Linked DNA regions of Mus musculus: region 2 is linked to region 1. Evidence: chromatin contacts called from public promoter capture Hi-C data. All regions are on one chromosome and are shown on one strand. The core of a region is the stretch at or near the end of the contact, and the rest is flanking DNA. Distances in the headings are between cores, read along the strand shown.

What was found. Capture Hi-C pulls out chosen DNA fragments and counts their contacts.
Region 2: a contact with region 1 is called in a promoter capture Hi-C map of pancreatic islet. The contact joins two enhancer-like sites. A contact is called at or near these places in 5 of 484 Hi-C or Micro-C datasets (3T3-L1-derived adipocytes, Sertoli cells, cerebral cortex and 2 more) and 3 of 9 other capture datasets (adipose tissue, liver and pancreatic islet).

Annotation. Positions count from the first base shown.
Region 1 is chr8:45,606,892-45,613,878 of GRCm38.p6, forward strand. The region is part of intron 1 of Sorbs2 (sorbin and SH3 domain containing 2); the gene reads left to right. Among named protein-coding and RNA genes, the nearest start is that of Gm16351, 5.5 kb to the left of the region's middle. Within about 2 kb of position 4,605, at least 45 of the 459 cell types and tissues checked have an H3K27ac peak or open chromatin away from gene starts, as enhancers often do. A contact at or near this core is called in pancreatic islet, where this site is marked.
Region 2 is chr8:45,683,119-45,689,894 of GRCm38.p6, forward strand. The region is part of intron 2 of Sorbs2 (sorbin and SH3 domain containing 2); the gene reads left to right. Among named protein-coding and RNA genes, the nearest start is that of Gm30635, 7.5 kb to the left of the region's middle. Within about 2 kb of position 5,258, at least 21 of the 459 cell types and tissues checked have an H3K27ac peak or open chromatin away from gene starts, as enhancers often do. A contact at or near this core is called in pancreatic islet, where this site is marked.

The DNA of each region.
Region 1 (6,987 bases), core at 3,355-5,854:
CTATACAAAGTATTTCTCTTCCATCCACTCTATTTACAAAGCACATTAAGGATACATAGTAATTATTGGGTTTGGGGGCACCAGTTGCTTAATTTCTTAGATTTGGAATAGTTTTCATTAGGGAGACAAAGAAGCAAGGTATTACAAGGTGATAATCACAGTGGACATGCACTATTTATTTGATTTGAAATACCATTCTAGAAGGCAAAGCCATTGTTGGACTCTGAGGAACAAAAAAGGGACAGTGACCTACCCACAGAAAGAATGCTATGGAGAAGCCGATCGGTTACTTATCAGCCTGCTATTATTACAGTGCCAAACCGACGTGCTCGCATTGCTTGGGCATGATGTGACTGGTAGTTATGGTCAAACAACATGATAAGGATAAAGTGATGACCTCATCCTCCATGAATAACTTCCACTTTGTTTTCTAGAGTCAGTCATTTTAGGAATACAGATGAGGAAGGCATCACACCAAATATCCAGCTACGTACCAGAGTGCTTTTAAACCTTGGTCACAGCCAGACAGGAAAGATCTTGTAAATATAAATTCTGCTGAACTCTCTTGTTGAGAAAGAATAGCTTTATTGAAGGAGACTCAAGACAGGGTTAGACCTTCACCCTCATATGTGAATTCAGAATAATGATTTGTTGAGCAGTGGCTCCCATCTTTAGATTTGAAAGATGATTGACAAATTCTCAAAAACTTTAATGGAGAAGATGCCCATTATCCCCCACAAGACTGCTTGGAACAAATTCAGTTTTTACAAGAAAGGCTACAAGGGCAACCATAAGCAAACGTGCTTCTGGGTCAGTCTTCTGCAAAGGTAGCCACACCTAGACAAATAAGACCAATCTAAGTTTGGGATAAATATAAGACAAAGGCACAAAAATAAAATGAAATTAAGAAATGGAATAATTCTGTGTCACCAACTCTTCTTGAATGGTGTTTTAATATACAAAAACCAAAATGAATTGCGGCTTTGCCATATACACTCTTCCTCTAATTTGCCATAAATCCATTTTTTTAAAGCTTCTAAAGCAAAATATGTGGGAGTAACTTCATCTATAAGCATCCAAAATGGGCAGAGGCGAACTAGGTAAATGGAACAGGATGATCATTTCACTAGAGTTGATCTGGGTGAATTGCTGCTTTAACTATTTATATACACAGAGTGTGCGTCTCTTAAGCAAAGGCACATCCTAAAATTTAAGAATACAGTACACGTATATGTAACATAGGCATATATAATATATGTATAATATGTTCATTATCACGTATGCATATGTAGATGCATACAGCATTTCTATGAGTTTGAAGTCTCACTACCTTCCTGGATTGTGAATAAAGGAGTAACTGCATCTAAAATGGTGCATTTGATAGAAACTAGCAAGTCTTAAGTGAACACATTGCAAAGAGTTAATATGAAGAGAACAAATATTCATAAGTTTTAAATGTATCCATTTTTTTCTTTTTCATGACAGGGTAGGGTATATTTATGAACAGAGAACATGGGTGATAATCACAGCATGTATTGAGCCATTGTTGTATGCTTAACGCCGTGGTGACGTCTTCTTTTTGAGGGAATTATTTAATCGGCCATTGTGTTAGCAAGGCACTGCTCTTGATGCTAATGTAGAAATGCGAGAGTTGAGGCCTTGCCAACTTCAGTCTGACTCCACTTGGCCCTAGTTAGAAAAACATGGAGTGTGTTGCCCTATTTGTTTTCTTTCCTGCATTGGAACAGGATGTTGCTGTATAGTCCAGCCTGCCTTTGAACCCACAATTCTCCTAGCTCAGCCTCCAGAGTGCTAGGATTACAGGGGAGGCCACTGTGCCAAGCTCAAGAAATAGACTTTTAAAAACACTAGCGGTATCACAGAATGAGTGGAGAGGGGACTCAAGAGTATCATGTTCTAGTCTAGACTACCATTCCTTGAGGGTGGGTGCCAAGTCCTTGCACAGTTCCAGAGACTCTACTTGATTGGAACAATGAGAGAACAAAGAAAAGACAAATGCATGGACAGACAGAAACATGGACACAGAAAATCTGGGATCTCAGATGGAGAAGTCACAGCCTCCAGAAGCCCAAAGTATTTATTTTATACAGTTGAACAGGGATGTGGGGTTACTGCACACAGCTGAATCAAGGAGGGATATTTAGCTAACCTGGGTTAGTGCAGCCTTTCCAGGGAAGCTGTCTTCAGGCCATAAACATTTGTCTGGGGGAGAAAGCTCTGGTGTGTTGTCAAAATTATTTCATCTCAGTTAAGGCTTCCACCGGCTTTTGATCATTCAGTTCCCAGATAAAGGACACACAACTTCTATATTTACAATAAGCCTTAATCAGCACCATAGCTGGGAAGATATCTGCCCTCTATGTTGTTAAAATCTATTTCCCCATCATTAACCTCATTTCCTACTTTGCCATGTTCCATCTGGACAGTTCTTAACTCCATTTGACTAGCCCTCATGAGGCTTACCTACACCATGGTGGCTTCCTCCTCTCTCCACCTTTTTCTCTCTCCTCTCATGGTTCTCCCCAGACCCTGCCTATCTCAATTCTGTCTGGCTATAGGCTGTAGACATCTTTATTCACCAACCAGGGATAATTAGAGGACAGGTCACTGGATATGTCACTTGGGTACCAGCAGACTCGATTACCCCTGGGGGCAATCAGTCCTTGGGGGGGGGGCAGTATTTAGCATTATAATACAAACAAAAGACAAAATCTCATTAATAGTGAGTGTTTTCTACAGACTGTCAGAATTCACACTCATACTTCCCAGAGAAAGACTTCCATCCCTCTGAGCTTCCACTGAGAGAGACTTTGCAAAGCTGTCTTAGGGTTACACTGCTGCAAAGAGACACCTTGACTACCATGGCAACTCTTATAAAGGATAACAACTAGTTGGAGCTGGGTTACAGGTTCAGAGGTTCAGTCCATTATCATCAAGGCATGGTGTAGGATGAGCTGAGAGTTCTACAACTTCATCTGAAAGCTGCTAAGAAAAGACAGACTCCCATGTGGCTAGGAAGAGGGTCTCAAAGCCCACCCCACAGTGACATACTTCTTCTAATAAGGCCATACCTACTCCAACAAGGCCACATCTCCTAAGAGTGCCACTGCCTGAGCCAAGCATATTCAAACTACCACACACACTCATGGTACTGAGGCATTAGTCTTTAACGTGACTGCATCTGGGTTAACAAGTCACACCCACTCAGGACTTCATCCACTCTGGCTTCCTCCACTCCCTTGAAGGTAGGTACTATCTTGGTGACTCTTGTGGTCAGTTCTTAAGTTCTCAATTGGGTCCTTTATATGGTGAGCAATTGGCTCGCCATATGAAGAAAGCGAGAAGACTCTTGACTCAACATCAGACAAGTTGCTTGACCCATGTGAGTGCCATCATCTTCTATTTTATTTCTAGAATCTCTTTTATTCCCAAAATGATTTGAAATAGCCTGCATAGATATACTGTCCAAGACCTTTAAGAGATAAGAGCTTGAGAGTGATAGACTTTATTTAGAACTCAGACTGAAAGTTAGTGAAGAAATGGAGTCACTGCTGGACTGACTCCCCTCCACTGCCACCCCTCCCCCACCTACTCACTCTTCTTCTGCCACATTTGGCCAGAGCAATCTGCTCCTGTGGGAGTCTTGAGAGGAAAGAAGAGAAAAGCCCAAAATACCAACTTGGCTGTCTAATTGTTTTTAATTATGAAATCACTCAAGGTCGAGATGAGTGTGCTAAGCCCATTTCAGAGGCAGAGATCCAAATCCTCAAACAGCAGAAAACCTTGGGGGACAGAACAAAGAGGCTTCTTTATCAAGTGAAATCTGAAAGGTTCTAAGGAGTGGAGAGTCACAATGGCTCTTAAAAGAAGTAGGAGATTTAAACAGTAAGCTAAAAAAATATCAAAAAGAAGCAGGGCCCAATAAACCGCAAACACCCACACAGCAACAGCAGTGATCCCTGACCTACTCCTGGTTACTGAGAACAAGAGAGACCATGAGAGAATGAACAGGGAAAAAAAAAAAGCTGTTCAGCCAATGTCACAAAAACCCAGTTTGGTAAAAGCACTCACTTCCCCAGGGAGGTTGTTTGTTTGGAGTTCAGACCGAGCAACTTGATAAGAAAAGAATCCGAGGAGACCAGCGAGAAAAATAAATAATTAACCATGCAACCCCGTGAACGGTGGCTAGCTAAGACAGTCACATTAGACCTTCAAAGCAGGTTAGTACCAGTGAGAAACCAGGCCTGAGACTTTCACCTTTATGCTTCAGGCACTTTTCCTTTTTCCTGAGAAGCCAGACCCTAAGTCAGACTGGGTTACACTTTAGAGATCAAAAGGAGATCTTTATTTAACACATTAAAGACACTGCCTCAAGTTCTTCAATGCTTATGGAGATGTGTAATCACCTGCTTCCTTCCTAACTTCTGTGATTGCTGTCTTAAGTCAAGTGGTAGGCAAGTGTAGAGCTATTTGGTTAAAACTGTGTCTATTCAAGGAGGCCACAGCACATAGGCACCTATAATCATAGCCTTAGGAAGGTTGCACTGGGAAGACTACAAGTTCAAGGTCAGCCTGGGTTACATAGCACATTCCAGGGTACAATGAGATCCTGTCTCAAAAACCCAGGGGCTAGAGATGTAGCTCATTGATAAAGCACTAGCCAAGCAAAACAAAACACGAAAGCAAACAAAAAACTTGCATCACCCTGAAAGTACTGTATGTGTGCTAGCTCTCTTTCTTCTGCATAGGTATTGTATAGATATTCTTACTGGGTAATTTCTAATAAGTCACATAGTGACTTTTTCTCTAAATTATGACCCAGAAGCATCTGGATGGACAAGCAAAATACTGTCTGATTTATCTCGTCGTTTTCTTAAATATCTTTCAATCTGCTACATCTGGATGAGCAGTGATCACCAAGGAAGTAGAAAGGAATGTGGAGAATGAAGGGGTGAGCCTTAATATGAAAAAAAAATGGCCGATGTGGACATAATCAAATGATTTCTAATTACCATGGTGACTCTTAAAACTCCGTCAGAGCTGGGGCTGACAACCCTTGAGAAAATGAAGGAAATCTGACATTTGATCTTGAACTCAAAGACAAACAATGTAGGAATGTTGCCCTCCTCATTCTCCTCCCAGTCAGATCAATGAAGTCATTTCCACCGGAGATATGAGTCTGAAAATCAGATTATTTGTTTTAATCTGTTTAAAAGTTGAGTGGAAACACAATTCTGACTTGTATGGAGCCATGAATTGACTAGATCATTGGCTGATAATGAAAGACAGCTGATATTCTTTATGATGTATCTTCAGGGCTATTTTAAGGCAATGCATAAGCTTTGAGTAGGTGTTCACATTTTATAAATACTGCACACCAAAAAACGACAGTGTGTCTTATAAAACATCTCATCTCTCTTTCACTGGGTGAGCAGAACTCTCTCTGTCTGCTTTATCCAAGCATCTAATTCACTCCCCCATGTGCTCATATCAATTTCTTTTTACTTTAAAATTCCTTTCCTCAAAGTTTTGTGTCATTCTGGCCAATATTTTTATTAAGTGTGTGTGTGTGTGTGTGTGTGTGTGTGTGTGTGTGTGTGTGTGTGTGCACTCGCATGATCACTTTAGTAGCACTTGAGAAAAATCCTTTTACAAAGATGGTCTCTACTAAGATCTCAATATTTATGATCAGAGACAAAAGTGAGTTGTACATACGTCTGCGTGGACGCCTTCACTAGCACTGAAAAAAACAAGTTCACTGTATTAAAGAATGATTACAACAGGTTTGGCTTAAGCTTTGGTTTCTCAGCCACATCATGCTCTTCATACAAAGAGGTTACAGTTACATATTAGGGTTTTAGCATGAAACCATCTAGAGAAAGAGGCCCAAGAGCATGAAAGATAGTTGCCAAATCCTTCCTGCATGGGTTAGAAAGCCCACGGCATGATTGTCACAATTTAAGAACAGAGATAGTCCAAGGAGCAAGGACATGTACTGGTTTGGATACATTACAAATCAGAGTCAAGTTGTGGGACCTGTGCACATTTCAAAATAAAGGACTGTTTTAATATGGGTGACAGAGCAATCCTTGTCTGTGTCCTTTCATCGCACATCAATGGGAACAAAGGTAAAAACCACACTGAGAAAGTAGATTCAGCTGCAGCAGGTTAAAGATGCAGAGAGTACATCTTTACAGGGATTGGTCAGCCAAGTTGGGGCTGGATCATGCGTGAGAGTTGCTGCAGAGAGCTCAATCACAAGGTGGCACTTTAACCAATTGAGCTTCTCCTTCCCTGGGAATCTCTCATTTAATACACAGAATGGAAGCTAGAGTGCAATTAGTATGGAGATGGGAGAGTTTGAGGGCATCACTGTACGGCCCGTGCCTCTGGACCACTTCAGCGGAGCGTAGACTCAAGGCCTCTTGAGGTCCTTCAAGGGTCAGGTATAATTTGGAGCTTCCTATCATGACAATGGTGTCTTTTCTTTCTTCTTATGATATGGAAAGGAAATAAAATGATTATGTGCCTTTAAGAACTGCCTCATGGTGTGCCAAGGCCCAGAGTGTATTTATGACATTAATGGATACTTCCAGCCCCCATATCTTCCCTTCAGAACAAGGGGTTTACTTATCCAATTGCATGGGGACTTGGGACCAACTGGAAGGGTCATCTCAGCCCCCTAACTGCCTCTGTTAAAACCGTGAGGTTACTATTGTTAGCTTGATGCTATCTAGAACCACCTAGGAGACAAGCCCCTGGTAACTCAATGAGAGCACATCTGAATTAAGTTAATTGAAGTAGGGAGGAACCATTCAAAATGTGGTCTATAGCACCAGCATAATCTCTCTCTCATTGTCTCTCTCTGTCTCCTTCTCTCTCTCTCTCTCTCTCTCTCTCTCTCTCTCTCTCTCTCTCTCTCTCTCTCCTCCCTCCCTGCCTTCCCCGCCTCTCCCCCCTCTGTCT
Region 2 (6,776 bases), core at 4,008-6,507, 77 kb after region 1:
GAACGTGTTTCATAATAGTGCTGGAGCGCTCTCAGACATAAGCTAATGTATTTGAATTATCTCACTAGGCATTCATCTCTCTATAACTCTTCAAGCTGCTTAAGTGTAGAGAAAACATGGCCTGCCATAAATTTCACAGAAATTCAGCCCCGATGAAAAGCCGCTTGTTCCACAGAGAACGTGTCTGTCAGCTTGTTATTTCTTCCCTGATTTCCCTCGGGCTTCCTTTGCCATATTTACAGTGGAGATAGATGTAGTTAAGGTTTTGCTGATCTGTGGAAAGATCAGAAGAAGAGCAGGAAGATGTATTTCTGAGAGTCAGATCTCCCCCCAACTTTGTAGGAAGGCTGAACTGAGGCAGTAATGACCAGAAGACAGTAACCATGGAGACCAGTAGGGCAGGCTTCCATCCAGGTGTTCCTCGTGGATCCTGAGCTGAAATCTTTATATTAGCCTAACCCCCCCCCCAAAAAAAAGAATGCTATTTGTTACTACTGTTTAGTTTTTAATCTCTGGTAATAATATCTAACTATATTCTGGTAATAATTCTAACTATATGTATTGAGGGAAATGTTCAACAAGACAGGGCCATTAACTATTACATGGCGACTCACTAAGCAGATTTGGAATCTCTTGCCACGATCAGGTCAGGATGTACTACTTAGGACAAAGGTGCCGTGTGGAGAGTGCTTACCAAGGTTCTCACTCGTCCTTCATGAATTTAATTTAATTCACAATTGACTTCAGGGGTTAGTTTAGAAGATAGTTAACTCTACTATGGAGCTGAACTGCCTAAAACTGTTTGATAACCAAAATGTAGGGCCAGTTATGAACCCTCTTTGCCTTAGGGATGTTTGTGGTCAGACTTGGATTCTTATCTGTCCATGTTTAGGATGGTACTGACAACACCTACTTAGCCATCTATGGAATGGCTGGCTCCTTCATCCTTCATGTTTGGTTCCCACTTCAACTACTCGTAAATGGTAGTGAGGAAATATACCCTGTATGCCCACCCATTAATATAACTAGAACCTGATACTCTCTGATTCATCTGGGCAACACGTATCTATCCATGTCTATTCCCTTTCCTTATTGATGGATGGCTATCAAAAGTCCTTTGGTGGCTCTCCCAACATCTAAGCTGTCTCTCCTCTCTGAGTTCTTATTCCCAAATACAAATAACCAGAGCATGCTGCCAGTGGTTAAGAAGAAAACCTTACTTCACAGTGTAGAGAAGTCTTAATGTTAGGAATTGATTTTAGCAGCCTTTAGCATATAATGGCCATTGACCATAGCATCAAGCTTGTTGTGTTGTTGTTGTGGTTTTTCCTATAACAGGTCCATGCTGCCAGTGGGTAGAATGTTACTGAATTTGTAACATGTGTTCATCCTGGGATTCTAACAGTTAAAAATCATTTCAGTATAGTAGGCTTACTGCCACGATCACTTGTTTGCAGAGGTTTCAAGGTGACAAGACTTCCTTGATTGGTTTGAGCTAAAGAGAATGATGACTTTAGCAATGACAATTTATCAAGTCTCTCCTATCTCAATCCAAAACCACAGGTTTTGTTTAGTAACACAGAATAGGCAATAGCAAATGGTTTATTTCAATCCCAATAATGAACTGTGGACTGATACTCTACCAATGTAATAAAACAAAGCTAGATTTAAAAACTACCAGTCACTTTAAGGAATCTGGGAAGGGCTACATTGGACTTACAGCAATTTTAAGTTCCATATGAATGCAATATCTTATATCCCTCATGTGGTCACAGTATAACAGTATAATTATATAATTAAAACAGTGTTTGATTTCATGAAGTTTTAAAAAGTAAAAGAAATAGCATAACAACATTAAGGGGAAAAGGGGGAAATCTACATTGCAAAGCTTGAGTTCTCCAACTGTACATGGACACCCAAACCTTGTCCAGCATAAAATCTTCAAGGGTCAGCCATAGAAAATAACATATAGATTCATTTGTTTTGGAAGCTACAAACAGAGTTATAAGATACTGTGATTATACATAATGGAGGAAATAAATCATTGCATACAATTTTTATATGTATGGTTTCATACTCAACACCAAAAGGGGATGTTCATTGTGGGATAGACAAATGCAATACCCCACTGTGTTGTAACATGTAAGGGATTATCTGGTTTGGTCATACTTGTTATCTATTGGGAAGTTAGTTGGGAAATCCTTGAAAAACCCAAGTCAAACCAAAGCTTGATCCCCAGTTGAGCTATTACTAAGGAAATGGTTTTGCAATGGGTAGAGAGGTGGCTGAAAAAGATCCTACAGTCTCTAGTGTGCAGTGAGGTCAAATTCATTACCAATGACAAATTTCCTCTAAGCTGCAAGTTGCAAGACTAGCCTACATAACTAGGATGTCATGAAACACTGAGAAAAGACAACATAACCCGAAGATGACAGTGTACCCAATAAAGAGGAGCACGGAGAACCTCCATCCTGCCATCTTTCTGATCTGAAGTTCAGATCTAGGTTACTTTGGTAGATGAGTGTAAACAAGATGTCTCTTTGGGAAACTGAGCTCTTAGAGCCAGGGCCAAAGGGCTCAATGCTCATCTGTTAAAGAGATGCCAGCCAATGATGCTGAGACTGTACAGGTGTGCAGAGTCGCCAGACAGGTTTAATTTCTATATTCTAGGGCATGCAACAACACATAGACTAGTATGGATTAAGGCTTAGGAGATACTCAGAGTCTACTTAGTATCTATCAGTCCTGCACAAAAAATAATTCCTCTTCCCCAGACTCCGTTTATTTACTCTCTGTTTTACTATAGCAGATTTTATGTTTTGTGGGAGTGTGGGAATGGTGTTCACGCCCATGCATGCACACTTGGGAGTACAGAAGTGGGGTCAGCACATATAAGACCTCTCCATCACTCTGTTGAGACAGGGTGTCTCACTGAACCTGGATCCAACACACTGGCTAGAGTGGCTGGCCACCAAGTGGGAACCCTCCCGTCTCTGTCTCATGTCTCTGGGATTACAGGCACATTCTTCCCCACATGCTTTTTATGTGGATGCTGGGCATTTGAACAGAAGTCTTCGTGTTTTCAGGCTAAACAATGTCATTGCTTCAACCCCAGTCTTTATTTATTATTTTAGCCTAATCCAGTTAAATCGTGGGCTAAGCGTTTATTTTTATAGCTGTGCTGCTAACTAAAATGCTCTTGAGAATTTTCCACATTTGAGGCACTATGGTATGCAGGTTTGATGGATGATATTATATGATTCCCTAAAGTAAACTGTATGTGTACACAGACCTTAGTTTTCTTGTCCTTTTTGCTTGGAAATTATTTAAGGATTCAATGAATACTAAAGGGATCCATGGTCAATGATTGAATGGGAAAGCAATGTACAAGATCTATACTATCGTTGTGCCAAGTGGCCAATGAATAGCAGAGTTCCAAGCCAGGTCAGACACACAGTCATGCTCATGGTGTGTTGTTTATGTTTTGTGTTGGTGTTGTTGTTGTTGTTGCTATCAGTTGGTTGCTTGGTTGGTCAGTTGGTTTTTATTTCCTGCCTATCTTAGAAATTGAGTAGCCATAAAAATGCTAGTCAACTGGCTTGAAAAAGAAGATCCTTGGTGTTGTTTAAATTCTATACAAAAACTGTTTGACCCAGGACGAGGTCTCAGAGGACTAGGCATCGTTGTCTTCGCCAAATATTAACAGAAAAACAAGCCAGTGGAACAAGTTAAACTGGAAATAAAGTAAAGAAGCTGAGAAACCAAGGAAGGCAAGCTAAGAAAAATTGGAACAAGCCTGTGACTCAGGAAGGAGAAAAGGCTGCCCAGGCACAAGGGGTCTGAAAAGCAAGATGAAAGACAACTAGATACAGACCAGGATCAACTGGAGCACAGAGTACCGTGAAGGAGATGCACATCTTAGTAATTACCAGGAAGGCCAAGCTGGGTTTGCTCCTGTCAACTGGCCAGGATGTGATTTGTGGCTTGTAATTAAAACAGATACTGAAAACAGAACCATATTCTCAGTTTATTTGATGCTGTGTCCAAAGAAGACCACAAACTAAAGAACAGAATGAAAGGTGAGAGGAAAGGCCAGTCTCAGGCGTGGCTTCTGTTTAAAGTATGAGAGGCACAAAGGAACAAAAGAGCCTTAAGGTTTTCCTACAGAATGCTAGAGATTTCAAGTGTGTGTGTGTGTGTGTGTGTGTGTGTGTGTGTGTGTGTGTGTGTGTAGGACTGCATCATGCATGTGCATATAAAGGCTGCAAGTCAACACTGGATGTCTTCCTCAATTGAGTCTCCACTTTGCTTTTTGAGGCAAGATCCCTCCCTGAGCCTGGAACTCACCAATTAGGTTCGATTCGCTGGCTGGAAAGCTCTAGGGATCCTCCTTTGTCTGTCTCCCATGCAGGGATTATAGATGCTTCGCAGCCATGCCTGGCTTCATACATGGATACTGAGAATTGGACTTCAGGTCTTCTTCATTCTGCATGCCGAGCACTGTACCAACTAAACCCACATCCTCGGCCCCTAACATGGTGTTGTCTTGATGACTTTGTCTTGTATTTCTCATACATAGGATCACGAACATTGTTATATCTATGCATGGAACACCACAGTGTCAGCTTTGTAGCTTTCACGCAGTCTCTGTGCATCATGGGCTCGTAGCATAAGCCAAAACATCAGTATTTGCAGTTGGTTCTTGTCCAAGCTGCTGTTATACACTTAGCATCACTGCTTGCCGTAGCACAGACTGAGTGACCTTCCAGTCTTTACTGCACCACTCTCTAGCTTTCTTTATGTCACAGGACATCCTGGTGCTGAAAATTACCCTTTGGCAAAGGCAATAAAGAAAACCCACAAACACCATAAAGAACCCAGCTTGCCCACTCTGCAGTGACATCCCATAGGGTCATGTTTCTACACCAGAGGAATTCTAGCAGGCATGCATGTGTTTAACTTCCTGCCATTTATGAAAACTGAACCAAGCATTGCCCTGTGCCCACAGTAATGAATGCCCTGACAGCATATGTATAGCCACCTGTCAGCATGGGACAAGCCCCCTCTGATGAATTGACAGGACCACACTTCTTCTTTCTGCTTCCTTGCCACATAAGACACGCACAGAGGACTTGTGTTTCGTCTGCAGCTCCGGGTTTCCATCATTTATTTTTTATAGCACCGGCACTAAACCAGTTGGAACAGATGAAGGCTGTTATTTCGGACTCGGTACATCACCGTGCTGATTTGCTGTTCCTAGGAGGCACACTTAGTGAGTTGGATTTTTATCATTTTTGTCATGGGAGACCTGGCTCGTCAGGACGTAAGTGTAAGTGTCTTGAGCTGCTTCATAATTTCCATAATGTAAATGCTTAATTATTTCCTATGCATGGCAGGGGGGGGGAAGGGCTGCGTCAGAGTAAGATGAGAGGCAGATGTTAAGGTTATTGGTAGGACTTCTGGCAGGATGGCAGGGGAGTGGAGACAGCAGAAAAACTTGTCACGTCCTCTTGTTTCTCAATAGATCACCAATTTTTGAGAGATGCTTGGTTTGCCGGAAACAGCTGTGTGGCATTTCAAAAACAGATTGCCATGCAGTTTCAGAGATGTTTGTATTTCTCATCTTTATGGGCTCTCTAAATACAATAGACCAGCAGTTTTAGGCTTAAAAGGGGAGGGTAGTAAGAACTTTCAAGAGAGAATATTTTAAAGGAATCATGTGTAATGAACTAGAAACTTTCCTCCCACCCTTAAACACACACCCCTCCACACACCAACAGAACAACAGTAACTAAAAATTAACCTGCTAACTGGTAATAACCTATTGCAACTTAGAAGTCTTTTTGTCTGCAGTGGGCTTGGTGAGGGTAGTTCATCATCCAAAAGGAAGGAGTGTTAAACTTTAGGAGATAGAATGCGTTAGGTTTATTTCCCCATGAATATTTAGCACACTTCAAGGTATAAATATTGCTGCTCTTTCAAGCATCTTTCCACTTTGCCCTGTTTCCAACATTCAAGACTCCTGACTCCTTACTCAGCGGTTTGACTTTGCAAATGCAATTAGCAAACTGAGCTGGTAAAACAGAAAATACTTAAGCAACTCCTATGCTTCCCTGTTTTCTAGTGCTCCCTGCTTCACCTCAAAACAGAATCGATAGGGCACCAGGGGAGAAATGGATTCAGGTCGGCTCTAGGCGGCTTTATGCACTTTCTATTAAACTTGACGGCTAATTTGCAAGTTCACACTTATTAAAAGCTAGGGTTCTTGAAACTCTGGCAGCTGAACCCTCCCAACTATGCACTTAGAAAATGGAGCTCAGAGAAGAACCTTGCATCAGGACCCTAGCCCAGGTATTGCTATGCTCAAAGACAGAAATTAATTCTCCTTTCATGCTTTCTAGTAAAAGGACACAGCGAGGCAAAGTAGGAAGAAGCATTAGGTAAGAAGCCAGAAATTCCCATTGAGAGTCTTGCATGGAATTCAAAACTTGTCATTTCATCTGAATTCACAAAATTGTCCTAAGCAAGAATTCCTCCTTAGGCCCACTGATGGGATGTTTCAAATGCCTTTTCTATATAAAGATGTGTTTAATCTGATAGAGCAAGTGACATTTTTATAACCCAGAAAAAATTATTTATTCTTGGAAAAGAAAAAAAAATCCTGGACATGCGGCCAGATATGGGAAAAATATATTTAGGGGGTGACATTTTTTGGCATGAAGTAGAAAGGAAACAGTTTTGTTTTGTTTTTTTAATGAAGCATTTGGCAAGGCAGA